Linked DNA regions of Mus musculus: region 2 is linked to region 1. The links are chromatin contacts, called in public Hi-C maps. All regions are on one chromosome and are shown on one strand. Each heading gives the region's core, a stretch centred on a gene start, on an enhancer-like site or on the middle of the called end of the contact. The rest is flanking DNA. Distances are from core to core; before and after follow the strand shown. Region 1 overlaps Nt5c3 (5'-nucleotidase, cytosolic III). Region 2 overlaps Ppm1k (protein phosphatase 1K (PP2C domain containing)).

Region 1 (7,047 bases), core at 2,540-5,039:
TGCAATCACACATAAGTGCAGGTGCCTTCAAAGGCCAGGAGAGGGCCTCAGATCCCCTGGAGCTGGAGTTACAGGCAGTTGTAAGCTGCCTAGCATAGGTGCAGGGAACTGAGCCCAGGTCCTCTGGAAGAGCACCTAACTACTGAACCATCTCTTCCGCTGCCAGGTTTTCAGTATTTTACCTTTTGATACAACTGTGAATGGGATTGTTTTCCTGATTTCTTTCTTAGCATGTTTGTTATTTGTCTCTAGAAGGGCTACTGATTTGGGGGTGTTAATTTTGTATACCCCTATTCTACCAAAAGTGTTTATCTGTGCTAAGAGTTTTCTGACAGGGCCTTTGTAGCTTTTATACATAGAATCATATCCCCTGTAAATAAGGATACTTTGACTACTTTCTTCCTATCTGTACCTCTTTTATTTCCTTCTTTTGTCCAAGCTAAGACTTAAAGCACTATATTTAATAAGACCCTTGTCTTAGTCCTAACTGTAGTGGAAATGCTTTGAGTTTTTCCTTTGTTTGGTATAAGGTTGGCTGTAGATGTTTTGTATTTAGCCTTTATTATGCTGAGATGTTTATTCTGTTCCTAGTCTCTTCAGCAGGATGGAGTGATAATCATTCTTTTGAATTCCTTCTTTAAGATTATGTCAACTTTACTCTTGTTGGAGGATGTTACTTTGTGATTGGTAACTTTTAAGAATTATGCTACTTTGATTTTTTTTAATGTTTCTTATGTTTTTGAATTGGGACATACCTCTGGAGTTCAGGCATTAGTTGTATTTCCTCTCTCTCTCTCTCTCTCTCTCTCTCTCTCTCTCTCTCTCTCTCTCTCTCTCTCTCTCCTTCCTTCCTTCCTTCCTTCCTTTCCTCCACCCCTCCCTCCATCCCTCCCTACCCCCTCTCTTTCTCTCTCTTATCACCTGAATTCTTTGTTGAAAGTATTTGTACCATTCAAAGGGGACCAAGTTATAAGTGGGTTGTAGTTTTGGTAACTTCATACTCATATCCTTAGTGCTGGGCTAGGCTGCATTTCTAGCAGAGTGCAGAAGAGTTGTTCTCTTTGGTTCATATCCTCACTAGCATTTGTTGCTTTTGTAATGACTGCCATTCTGATGGGGGGTTTGAGGGTGGGGGGAATCTTAGTTAGGGTTTTAATGCTGTGACAGACACCATGACCAAGGCAAGTCTTATAAAGGACAACATTTAATTGGAGCTGGCTTAGAGGTTCAGTCCATCAAGGTGGGAGCAGGACAGCATCTAGGCAGGCATGATGCTGGCAGAGCTGAGAGTTCTACATCTTCATCTGAAGGCTGCTAGTGCAAGACTGACTTCCAGACAGCTAGGGTGAGGGTCTTAAGCCCACACCCACAGTGACACACCTACTCCAACAAGGCCACAGCTCCTAATAGTGCCACTCCTTGAGCCAAGCATATACAAACCATCACACTGGGGTAAGATGGAATTGCAATATAGTTTTCGTTTGCATTCTCTGATGACAAGTGTAGTGGTTAATTTGCTGAAGAGTCTTTGTGTGCTTTTTAAAAAAAATAGTTAATTAATAAAATCCAGAATGAATTTAGAATCATTAAACTGATGTTTTTCTCTTTTTCTGAGCACACACCAAATTGGCATTACTAAAACCTAGAAATAGGGAGCAGAATTTAAAATAAGTTTCGTGTCTGGAACTGTAGCTCGATTGGAGAGCATTTGCCTGGCATGCAGTCCCATTACCACATAAGCCAGGTGTTATGGCACACACTTGTAATCCTGTCAGCTCAGTAGGGGCAGAGGTGCAAGCCTATCACTATCTGTATGAAACACTGTCTCAGAAAATGGGAGGGAGAGGTGGGGAGGGAGGGAGAGGGAGAGAGAACAGAGAGCTTCAACTTCTAGAGCTGTATAAAATCTCCACAAAGGCTTGGCTTTAATTTTCATAGTAGTTGAAATATTTCCTATATAGTTTTGTGCAAAATCCTTTTCTTATTTACCTTTTCTTGCTTTAAAAGTAGTTTAAGCATAAAAATCATTTAGAGATAATTAGAATACATAAAAGAACTTTTATTTTAAATTTTGGTTGTGCTGGGAATTGAATTCTGGTCCTGGCGTGTGCTAAGCAAGTAATCTACCATAGAACATTTGCCCCCATAATTATCTGATTTTTATCATTATTAATTATTTATTCGTTATTTTATTTTGAAAGAAGGTCTTGCTATACAGCCACATGACCTCAAATTTGTGATTCTCCTGTCTTAGTCTCCTGAGGGCTGTTCTTTATTTTTCAGACAGGTATTTGCAGTGTATCCCATACTATTCTAAAAATCACTGTATAGACAGGGCTGGCCTCAAACTTGCAGTCCTGGTAGACTGAGAATCATTTGGGGCCTTTAGAGCTGGTTAATCTGCTACTAAATTTGAATTGGGATATGGGTATTTCTTCTGTTATAGTTATTTTTCCTATCCAAAGAATTCTGCCCTTCAAGAGGAGACTTACTAGACATATTGTGCAAGCTTTCGGGTGAACAGGAAACTTTATTAAGATTAGGTTGGTGCCTCATGCGCATCCTAGTACTTAGGAGGCTGAAGCAGGATAATTTTTACAATTTCTAGACTACTCTGGGATATATAATGCATCAGCTACTGCATGAGATACTGCCTCAGTGCAAAAAGAAGAAGGGGGAAGGGAAGAAGAACAAGAACCAAAGCAATATAACCAAAACAGAAGGAAGGGTCACGATGACATAGGTGACAGAGAGCTAGATTGTGTATGGTTCATGACAGGGACCCTTCTTACCTGTGTACGGGTCAGGGAGCTGGGCTGTGGTTCATTGGTCACTTAGCAGTTTGTGATGCTTCTCAGAAAGGTGACTACTGGTCTTTCACAGCTGGCCTGGTCCAGTATGTTGAAGTCCATGGATGTAATGAGACAGCGAGGCAAGATATTTAAACCAGAACCAAGAGAGTGAGGCGGCCCTTTCATTTTTCTGTGTCCCCTAGTTCCAAACTACGTATAAAGCCTCTGGCTGATAGCGTCAGCATTTTCACCATGTATTTAAATGTAGTGTGAGTACCTTACCTGAGAGATTGTTTTCCTCCCATTAAAGTATCAGCCATGGCCTGGCCAGTAGCACTTGAGAGGCCAAGGCAAATGGAGCTTTGTGAGTTCCAGGCTAGCCAGGGTTATTTAGTGAGACTCTGTCTCTAAAATAAATACATTATTTAATTAAATAAGCAAACAAAAGTCATTAAATACAACAAACAAACTAAACACCTTGTATGGCTAGTCCTGGTTGTTAAGTTGACTATATCTGGGATGAACTACAATCTAGAATTGGAGGGCTCGCCTGTGATCCAGATCTTGAGGCTGGAAGACACCAGTTTCTGAGCTGGATTAGATCTTGGCATGGAGATCTTGCGGCATAGTGGCCATGAAAATTTAGACCCAGGCAAGGTAGTACACGCCTTTAATCTGTACCACACATTCTAATGGAAGCCTACATAAGGACATTGGAAGCAGGAAGAGTCACTCTTCTTTAACTGCTTGTACTTACTTGCCAGCACATCTGTTAGAACCTACTTACTTCTACAGAAGACCAGCTGAAACAACTCGCCTCAAGACTGAGCAACTACTAGATTCTTGGGTTAATTGGACTACAGACTGTAAATCATCACAATAAATTCCCTCAATATAGAGACATTCCATAAGTTCTGTGACTCTAGAGAAGCCTGACTAATACACACCCCCATCAGTCAGGAACGACTACGTGATGCAGCCTTCTGTCAGCAGGTGGCAGGCTTCTCCTGCTGCAGTAGGCTGCTTTCCAATGTTGCTGCACTAGTTGTGTTGCTGGATAGGTAGTTAAATTTTTTTTTTCTTGGTGTACATTCATTGTCTGAACGTTATGCTCTCTCTCTCTCTCTCTCTCTCTCTCTCTCTCTCTCTCTCTCTCTCTCTCTCTCTCCCTCTCCTCTTTAAGACAGTATTTTACTATGTAGCTTTAGCCTTGTACACTCAGAGATCTGCCTGTTCTTGCCTCCTGAGTTCTGGAGCTGAGTGTATGAGCTGCCATGCCTGGCAGACTATGTACTCTCATGTAAACCCTCAGAGTTACCTTAACATTAAGCTATAAATTTTAAACAAGTATGACAACACCCAGATGTGGCAGACTTGTTTGTCATCTTGTCATTTTGTTTTATATGCTGTTTGCCTTCTCTCCCTTCCTTTTTTTTTTTTTTAGTCTACTAGAGTACAAAAGATACAAAATCATCTTGCAGTTGATGAGGGGTTGCATAATCTGTTGGTAAGCTCCTTCTTGTAAGTAGGTGGAAGTAGATACCGCAGCCTGAAACATCCTCTGTACTCGTGGTAGTCTTCTCTACCTTGTCACATCACATTGTCTTATTCATATTTCTCCACATGCCCTTCTAATTGGGAATTTAGGTTAGAGACAGCATTAAGAACACCATAATCTAAGCAGCTGTGGCATGCCCTCCTGTAGTTTAAACTACAGGAGCCTAAGGTACAGGATTACTTGAGCCTATTGAGAAAACAATAAATGTCATTTTATTTTTGAAATACCACTCTTAAAGGTTTATTTATGTGCATCACTGTTACTTATACATATGAATATTTTGCCTGCATGTGTGTGCCTGATGCCTAGAGAGATCAGAGGAGGACACCAGATGCCCTGGAACTGGAGTTACAGATGGTTGTGAGCTGCCACGTGAGTGCTGGGAACAGAGCCCAAGTCCTCTGCGGCAGTAGCCAGTGAGGTTAACCACTGAGCCATTTCTCCAGCCCTCACATCACTACATTCTTATACGCAGCTTTCTCAGGAACAGCTATCAGCACACCAAGGTCAAGGTCTATCTTGTCAAACTGTTAGAATTCTAAAAGAACAACTGATTCACTTGGTGGATTCTTATAGAAGCAGATGGGAACCACTTGAGAACTCTTAAGCTTTGTCACATGCAGAAATGCAAAACTGAAATGTGCTGACAGTAGTTAGAAGAAGAAGAAGGAAAAGAAAGACTAGAATCAGATATGGTATAAGGCACACCATAATCCCAGCACTTGGGAAGCTAAAGAAAGAGGATGGTAAATTTGGGGCAGGCCAGGGCTATATAGTGAAACTGTGTCAGAAAGAGGGGTCTGCAGGTGAGCGGGACACACTACAGTGGGACTGGAGCTGGAAGCCCTACAAGTTGAAACCAAATCTCTGGTTTGGGGAATGGACTTGGGACCAAGTATACACTACATTATTTGCCTAACTTGTAAAATGTTCCACCTGGAATTATTAGCACAACTGTCTGTTAAGCTGACTCCAGCAGTCTGAAACTTTGATAATCACTGCATCCAGGTAATGCTAGTGACACTCACTACAGAAAAAGCGAAAGGAAGTCAAGTCACCTGCAAATCCCTGTCCTTCATCTCTGGTCACTTATTGATACTGATTTGCTTGTATTGGCTGTTACAGCATACAGTCTAGTTTGCTACTAGCGCATTTTAGATTTTAGGATCTATGAGTGCAATTAGTCAGGTTTCTTTTTCTATTTTGGTCTTGTGACAGTATCACTATGTAGCCCAAACTAGCCTGTAAATTCAAAGGTCCTTCTGTCTCAGTCTCCTGTTACAGGCTTGAATTGTCTTTGTGCTAGGAATCATCCCATGGCCTCCTGCATACAAACTAAAGCACATGGTTTTCCACTGAGCAGTCCTGTAGCCAATCAGTCATGCTTCTTGTGTATTGTTGCACTTGGGAGACCTGAAAATCTTGCTGTGTGCTGAACTGTCTCTCTCTCTCTCTCTGTTCTCTGTTTAAGTGTATCAGATAGAATGAACCAATAGGAAAACCTCACTTTACCACTTTGATTTAATGTGCCCTATACAAAATAGCAATCTATAGTAACAGTGTTTCTTTTGAGCAGAGAACAAACTGTATGTTCTGCAAAGTCCAAGATACAAAAACATCTTCATCTTGTTCTGTTCCAGGCACAGAGATCCCGCTACAATAGGATGGAAGTAACAGTTAGAGTCATGCAAATCTTGATATACCAGGACATGGCACATTTAGCATGAAGCATGGAAGACTTTTTAAATAAGAAAAAAGTTGTAGGCTGCTAAAGAATGTGTTTGAGTTTCTCAAAGGAAATTTGAAATCTCAAGCCACCTAGTTGAGGTTTGGGGAAAGGTTTTAATATCTGTTGGGGTGGAGCCCACAGGCCCTCCCCATAATCAGACCAACCAGCTTACCAAGTAGACTGGGCTGGCTGGTCACCAAGATCCAGGGATTACAAGCCTGTGTCACCGTACCCAGTTTTTTAAATGGGTGTTCTAGGGACTGAACTCGGGCCCTTGTATTTTTCAGGGCTGACCAAGTCCTAAGAAACTTTTTCGTGGCAAACTATGAAAAGTTCTGAATAGTTACTCAAGCATACAAGTAGATATCACTTTCTCCATTGATAAAGATAGCAGACATCTATTACAGTGTCAGAGTGGGAGAAAATAACCTGGCGGATATCCTGTCCCCCGTAGTTCTGTCCTTTGGCATTGCAATTCCTCATCTAGTGCCTGCCGTTAGGAGGGACGTGGGTGGTTTCAGCCAGGCCAGCCACAGTGCAGAGATGAAAGTCCACTCCACTGCTGAGGACCCGCCTCTGTGACTTTCAGCTTCTTTCTAGCCCTTCTCAGAAAACAATGAAAAATCTATTTAAAACAAAACTGGTTTTGTGTTGCTTGTTTTGTGGTTGGTTCTGAGATTCAAACTCAGGGCTTCATGAATGCAAGACCACTGACTTACATCCCTTGCCCCCAAAAGTGTTTGTTATTCAGTAATTTTTTTGTACATATTGTTTGTACATACAATGTATTTTGATCATTTTTCTCCACCAATTCCTCCAAGATCCTCTCAACTTCCCTACATACTAAACTGTGTTCTTACTCACTGTCAGCCGGATTCTCCCTGTCTCCCTCTTCCCATTTCTCTATCCATCTCCAAAGAAAAAGGAAAAAACTCACAGGAACATCAAAACAAACAAGCAGAAGACCA
Region 2 (6,310 bases), core at 2,908-5,407, 600 kb before region 1:
CAATTAAAGACCACTGTTGCTGATAGCTACCATGAAGACTAGCGGATCCTCTGGACTGGTAGCATCTAATGACTGCCTGTGTTCTCTTTCTTGCCTTTTAAAATAATTTGAAAATAAAATAGCTGATTGACCTGTTAAGATTGCATTGTGGTATAGTCTTTTAACTAATCTTAAGTTGAAAGCTATAACACTTGTAATAAAAAGCATCTCAATGTTTTAGTTAAAACACTTATGTCACACACTAACGTATCTTAGTGTTGCTGTGATAACCTTGCTTTGACCTAACGGTTCCAAAATCAAGAGATAAATGGGAACATAGTCCAACTGTAGATGCTGTGTTTCAGTAGAGCAAACGTAACATGACTACAAAAGATTGAGTATACTTTATCCATGCTTTTCCTTTTTAGTTTTTCTGATTAAAGCAGGCATTTTAATATAATTACCAAAAAAAGTATTCATCTCTTTCTAAGATGCATTATTGGTAGATTTTCTTTAAAGTTGTCTTTTTAAAAAAATGTTGGAAAGACTTGACTGTCAATGAAATCAATTAAAGTTTTCTAAAATCACCTATTAGAGTGAAAGTCATCTTTGCACGATCAGGAGACTTTCTACAAATATTACATAGAGCCACAGTCAAGTGAGTGGCTAAGGAATTTTTTAATACAAAATTTAAAAATTAGTCAAATTTAAAAATTGACAATGTTTTAAAGAGTTAACGATGTTATTAGAGATAATTCCTGCTTTGTGTAAGTTATTTCTCAATTTCTTACTTTGCTATATTGTTCTTTGGTTCATAGTTTCACAGTATTCCCACTTTCTGCAAGACTCAATGCACCTTAAATATTTTTAGTAAGTGGTGAATGATAGAGAACAGATGATGTTAGACTAAATCAAAAGAAGACACACAAATGCATTTGCTTGGTTAGAAGAAGAAAGAGTAGCCACCTCAAGGCTAGCAACACTGGGCTTTACTTGATGGCAGAGAAAATGCACATGGCTCACAGGTTCTAGTCCGGGCAAGGCGCATAAGTTGCAGCTGGTTCTGCTCATCTGCTGTTGGCTGCAGATTCTCTGATTGGATATTTTGGGGGCTAATAGTGTTAACTATACCATGTTTATAAGGAACTGAAATGAATTTCACTGTCTACTACTCACTCAGATCTATTCATCTAAGGGTGGCTATAACTTTTCTTCAGGTGTAGAGCAAAGAAATCGAAAAAGGGTATGCGACTCTAATTGGTGCAAGCTTGCACGAGTGTGTGTGTGTGTGTGTGTGTGTGTGTGTGTGTGTGTGTGTGAGAGAGAGAGAGAGAGAGACAGACAGACAGACAGACAGACAGACGGACACAGAGTTGACATGGTTCTAGAGGGAAGAATGTACACAGTAGTACTTGAAGAACAGATGGGCTGTACTTTGCCTTTCTCTCTTCACCTATTAAGTGGTAGTACTTTGACTGGATGGGAGTAAGGAATACAAGAGAAGAACCCAAATCTGATTATAGCAAAGGCGTCTCACCTAATGGGCCCAGCAGATCTGTTGTGCTGTCATAACAGCCAGACTAGCGACATTTTCATGTTTTATTTTGATGCCCATTAGGCATACTAAGACGTCATAATTCTTAGTTTTTATCAGCTCTGTTTTTTACACACAGACTACTTGGAGACACTGATGCTTTGCACACCAAATTAGTTTACCAGCCATTTTGTTTGCATGGAGCCTTGTTACAGAGTTAAGTAATCGCTTCTCTGCATGGCATTACTTACATAGTTTGCATTTCATTTGCATAGCTCTGGTTGAATTAGAATGGTTCCTCCCAGCCTTAAGTTATCATGCTTCTGTTTTATTTTGTAATGAAAACTCCATATCTGAATATTCCTATTGCTAACAGATGCTCTGTTTTATAATATTTGTAGCAAGCCTCCTGACCTCTGGGACTACTGCAACAGTAGCCCTGTTGAGAGATGGTGTTGAACTGGTGGTAGCCAGTGTTGGAGACAGCCGGGCTCTTTTGTGTAGAAAAGGAAAACCCATGAAGCTGACCACTGACCATACCCCAGAAAGAAAAGATGAGAAAGAAAGGTACTGTCATCACACCTTGTTATGGGGTGATAGCTATAGATGCCATAGAAACAGTGTTCTATTTTCTTCTCTGGTGTAAAACACCCGGGCCTCTTGAAAGCAGGCGCACAGCCACTACTGCAGTGCAGATTTTCTTGTTTTGGTTGTTTCGGGTTTGTTGAGCCTGGATCTCATGCAGCTCAGCCTGGCTTTACATCTGTACCCTGCTTCCTTGGCCTCTCACACGCTGGGATTATCAGGTTGTGTACACCATACATGGCTTAAATTTTTCATTTATATCTTATTGTGGAATTAACATGGGCTGGCCTTATACTGGAAACCCTTCTCGGCCTTCCCAAGTTCCTAGATTATGGGTATGTTTTGAAACACTAGGCTCTAAATTTCCATTTGTACAATTGGTATTTAAACCAGTGCCATAGTTTCTTGCACACTATATTGTTATTGTTATTACTATTAATACTTTTTCTTAACTAGGATCAAGAAATTCGGTGGGTTTGTAGCTTGGAATAGTTTGGGACAGCCCCATGTAAATGGCAGACTTGCAATGACAAGGAGTATCGGAGATTTGGATCTTAAAGCCAGTGGGGTAATTGCAGAACCTGAGACAACAAGGATTAAGGTAAGACAGGATCAGAAGCATTGAGTCATGCGCAGAGAAATTCTAAGGACTTGTCTCACACCGCTGGCTGTTTAAAGATTACCTGAAGGAAAGATGTTTTTAAAGGGATATTAGTTTATGAAGAAACTTAAAATACGATGTTTATTTCTGGCCTGATGAGGGTGAAATCTTTTTTCCTCTGGTAGAAGGCCCCTGTTGTCCTTCCTTTCCCAAAGCCTGCTTGGAAAGGAAGGACAACGATTAGTTGTTATTTAGATTTGTTATCCCTGCTTGGAAGTCATCCTCAACTTTCCTTCTCCACTGAGCTCAATAGCCAGCCACTTTTATATGTACAGCCCAGCGCCTGTTACTCTAAACTAGCCACTGCATGGTACATGCCCTGCTGCTTCCTGCTCTAGAGCTCCTAAGTCAGCACAGTATAATGGGAACTTTACAAATGACAGGGCATGAATGCTTATAGTTGAAGGAAGGATTTCCACATAAGGAAGATATCTCACATTTATTTTATGAAACAAATACTTATGTAAGATTTACTGTGTGGCAACCTCTGTTCAAAAGAGATACAAAAGCTATCCTCATTTTGCAAGGAAATAAATTGAAACAATACCAAGACCTAAAGCATATCAAGTGCCTCCCAACCCCCAACCCCTGTCAAATAAATAATAAAGGCAGCCATTAGATCGAGCATTTGTCTGGCTGGCTGGCTCTTTGTTGATACTGCTAGGTAAATGTTTGGTTTATCCCAAGTAGTGTTGATGCTTAGCTACATTTTCAGTTTGCCAATGAACTCTGACCCAGACGAGCACTCCCTGCAGAATCGATACAATTTCCCAATTATTGAGTCATTTGGAGGGGATGATCTTGTTTGTAGTCACATTTGTTTGCTTCTGGTTGCAGCTCTACCATGCTGACGACAGTTTCCTGGTCCTTACCACAGATGGGATTAACTTCATGGTGAATAGTCAAGAGATCTGCGACTTTGTCAACCAGTGCCACGATCCTAAAGAAGCAGCTCATTCGGTGACTGAGCAGGTGACGTAGCGGAGCTTCTAGTGGGAAATTCCCAGGGAGGAGAGGATTAGGGACAGCACCACCGGCAAAGGGTGTTTTAGCTGGAGTGTCACAGTGAATTTGATTCATGATTGCATAATAGTTCTCATGAGCAAGTGCTGACAGTTCATACATTAAGGAAATGTGGAGTGGGCCTTCTAACTTTGAACACAACTTGAAAGAGAGTAACAGCAATCATTATAACAGTAATAAAGTAATATTTTCCTCATATATATTAACATAAAGCAGCATCACTGTGATCCTCTGAGGTCAGGCTTTTAATGAAAGGGAAACCAGACAGACCAGGCCACAGGACAAAACTGAGCCTCAAACCTAGGCAAGCCAGGGATCCTGAATCCAAATATTTGGCCTGGAACTGTACTGATCCATGTAAACAAGCAGGGTGAGCCGTGGAATCACAGTCAACTTCTGCCTACCAATGTGGGTGATGAAAGAGACCAGTAAAGTACAAGAGGGTAAATGGATGGCATTTCCTATCAGTCAGAGCTAAAACTTGAAAATGGATAATGACCAGGAAAGAACATGTAAAAGATACTTCTAGTCTGTCCTGATAGATTGTGGTTTTAAGTCATTATGTTTTAACTCAACACCTACGTTACATTTCCACTATTTACATTTTGAGTTCAGAGATTCGATTTGGCCCAAACTTTTAAGTCCTAATATTTGTGATTTAGACATAAGTCCTTTCCTTAACTTTTATTTATTTGTGTGTGTCTGTCTGTCCCTTTCTCTCTGTTTGCCTGCCTGTCTGTCTATCTGTCTCTCTCTCTCCGTGTGTGTGTGTGTGTGTGTGTGTGTGTGGTGTAGTTTCTTTTCTATTTCTTTTTCCTTTTTTTTTTTGGAGACATTTTCATGTAGCCCATGCTGGCCTTATATTTACATCTGGGCTGTCTACCTTGTAGTAACTAACAAGCTGCCTATGAAATTGAAGAAATAGGCCCAAGTCCATGGATAATTTTTTTTTAAACTCAGCTACCGATCTTGTAAGTAAATGTACTTTAGTTTATCCAGTTAATAATATTTATGATAGTAAAAATATTTATGATAATAAAAAAGAACATATACTGATGTTCTGTCTTACTTCTGTCCCATAACAGTTCTCCCGATAAGGAAATTTGTGTTTATTCTTTTATAGAAGGGATGAGAGATACCTTTTTAGATAGAAGTAAAAAACAAACATTTTATGGTATCTATTTGTGTGTGTCTCTTTTTTCAGATATTATCTTGTTAGGTTAAATTGTTACTGAGTTCATGCGCACGTGCGCGCGTGTGTGTGTGTGTGTGTGCGCGCGCGCGCGCGCGCGCGTGCGTGCACGCATGTGTATGTCTTTGTGCACACTGATACTGTGGTATGTGTCATGGAGGTTAGAGGGCAACATGTAGGAATTGGTTTTCTCCTTCCACCATGTGGATCCAAGGCATTGAGTTCAGGTATTCCAGCTTGACGTACAGCCTGATGGACAGCCTGACAGCCAACCTGATGGCAGGCCACTTTACCCACTGAGCCATCTCACCAGTCCTTCTTAGTTTGAATTTTGGGAAACAGCCTTGGCATGGGTGACACATGGCTGTAGTCCCAGCTACTCTGGAACCTGAGACAGGAGGATGCCTCGAGCACAAGAGTTCCTATTATTCTGTGTAGCAGTGAGAATTCATGTTTTCTCCTCCCCCAGTTAAAAAGAAAAGAAAAGAGAAAAGAAAAAAAAATGATGAACAGCCTCTTCAAATAACCCCTTAAAAGTACTTGCAGTTTGGGCCGTGGGTGTAGGTGTAGGGGGTTGTTATGCGTGTGGTTCTCTCTCTCTCCAGATTTGGAGAACTTTCTGGCTAATTTGAGAAGTGAGAATAAATTTATTCCGCAACTGGGAGCTGAACATATGGTCTCTTGAATGCTGGATGAGCACTCTACTAGTAAGGGAGGCCCAAAGTCCTGAGAAAAATAAAGGTTTTTACTGTTTAGCTTTGGATTTTTAATGTTAATCGAACTAACTTTTGTTTTTTGTTTTTGTTTTGTTTTGTTTGTTGTTTTTCAAGACAGGGTTTCTCTGTATAGCCCTGGCTGTCCTGGAACTCACTTTTTAGACCAGGCTGGCCTTGAACTCAGAAATCTGCCTGCCTCTGCCTCCCAAGTGCTGGGATTAAAGGCGTGCACCACCATGCCCGGCTTGAACTAACTTTTAACATGGGTTTTTTCATAATTTGTATTTCTTGGTTTTTGTCTCTGCCTATTATTTTATTACCATTTTAAATGGTTATTTTAACAACTGTATATTAAGTATAAATGGTACTTGACACATTTTAAGCAAGTTTTTTTTTCTTACAGTTGGTTTGTAAGCCGTGACATCCTTACCCACGCTTTCCTTTGCAGTCTTGGCCCGAGGATGTAGAATCTTTTGGCTTGTTTGATGCTAACTGGAACTCTCAGCACTTCCAAACACTGCTGACCAGCACTCATCTATGTGAACTGGTCCCTAAAAGTGATTTATAATCCTGCTGCAGGCAATTTCATTTATTTCCACTTTCCCATTGAAGAAGGAATA

What was found. A called contact is a pair of places that touch in the nucleus more often than the background predicts.
Region 2: a Hi-C map of liver shows a contact between it and region 1, with 2.3 times the contacts expected there. The contact joins two enhancer-like sites. A contact is called at or near these places in 1 of 484 Hi-C or Micro-C datasets (liver) and 3 of 115 datasets of contacts at active chromatin or transcription factors (cardiomyocytes, hepatocytes and large pre-B cells).

The regions. Positions count from the first base shown.
Region 1 is chr6:56,905,858-56,912,904 of GRCm38.p6, reverse strand. The region is part of intron 1 of Nt5c3 (5'-nucleotidase, cytosolic III); the gene reads left to right. Among named protein-coding and RNA genes, the nearest start is that of Nt5c3, 15 kb to the left of the region's middle. Within about 2 kb of position 3,789, at least 24 of the 459 cell types and tissues checked have an H3K27ac peak or open chromatin away from gene starts, as enhancers often do. A contact at or near this core is called in liver, where this site is marked.
Region 2 is chr6:57,511,363-57,517,672 of GRCm38.p6, reverse strand. It overlaps Ppm1k (protein phosphatase 1K (PP2C domain containing)), which reads left to right. Exons shown (of 7, transcript NM_175523.5): 4 at 1,915-2,080; 5 at 2,555-2,699; 6 at 3,597-3,731. Among named protein-coding and RNA genes, the nearest start is that of Ppm1k, 21 kb to the left of the region's middle. Within about 2 kb of position 4,157, at least 24 of the 459 cell types and tissues checked have an H3K27ac peak or open chromatin away from gene starts, as enhancers often do. A contact at or near this core is called in liver, where this site is marked.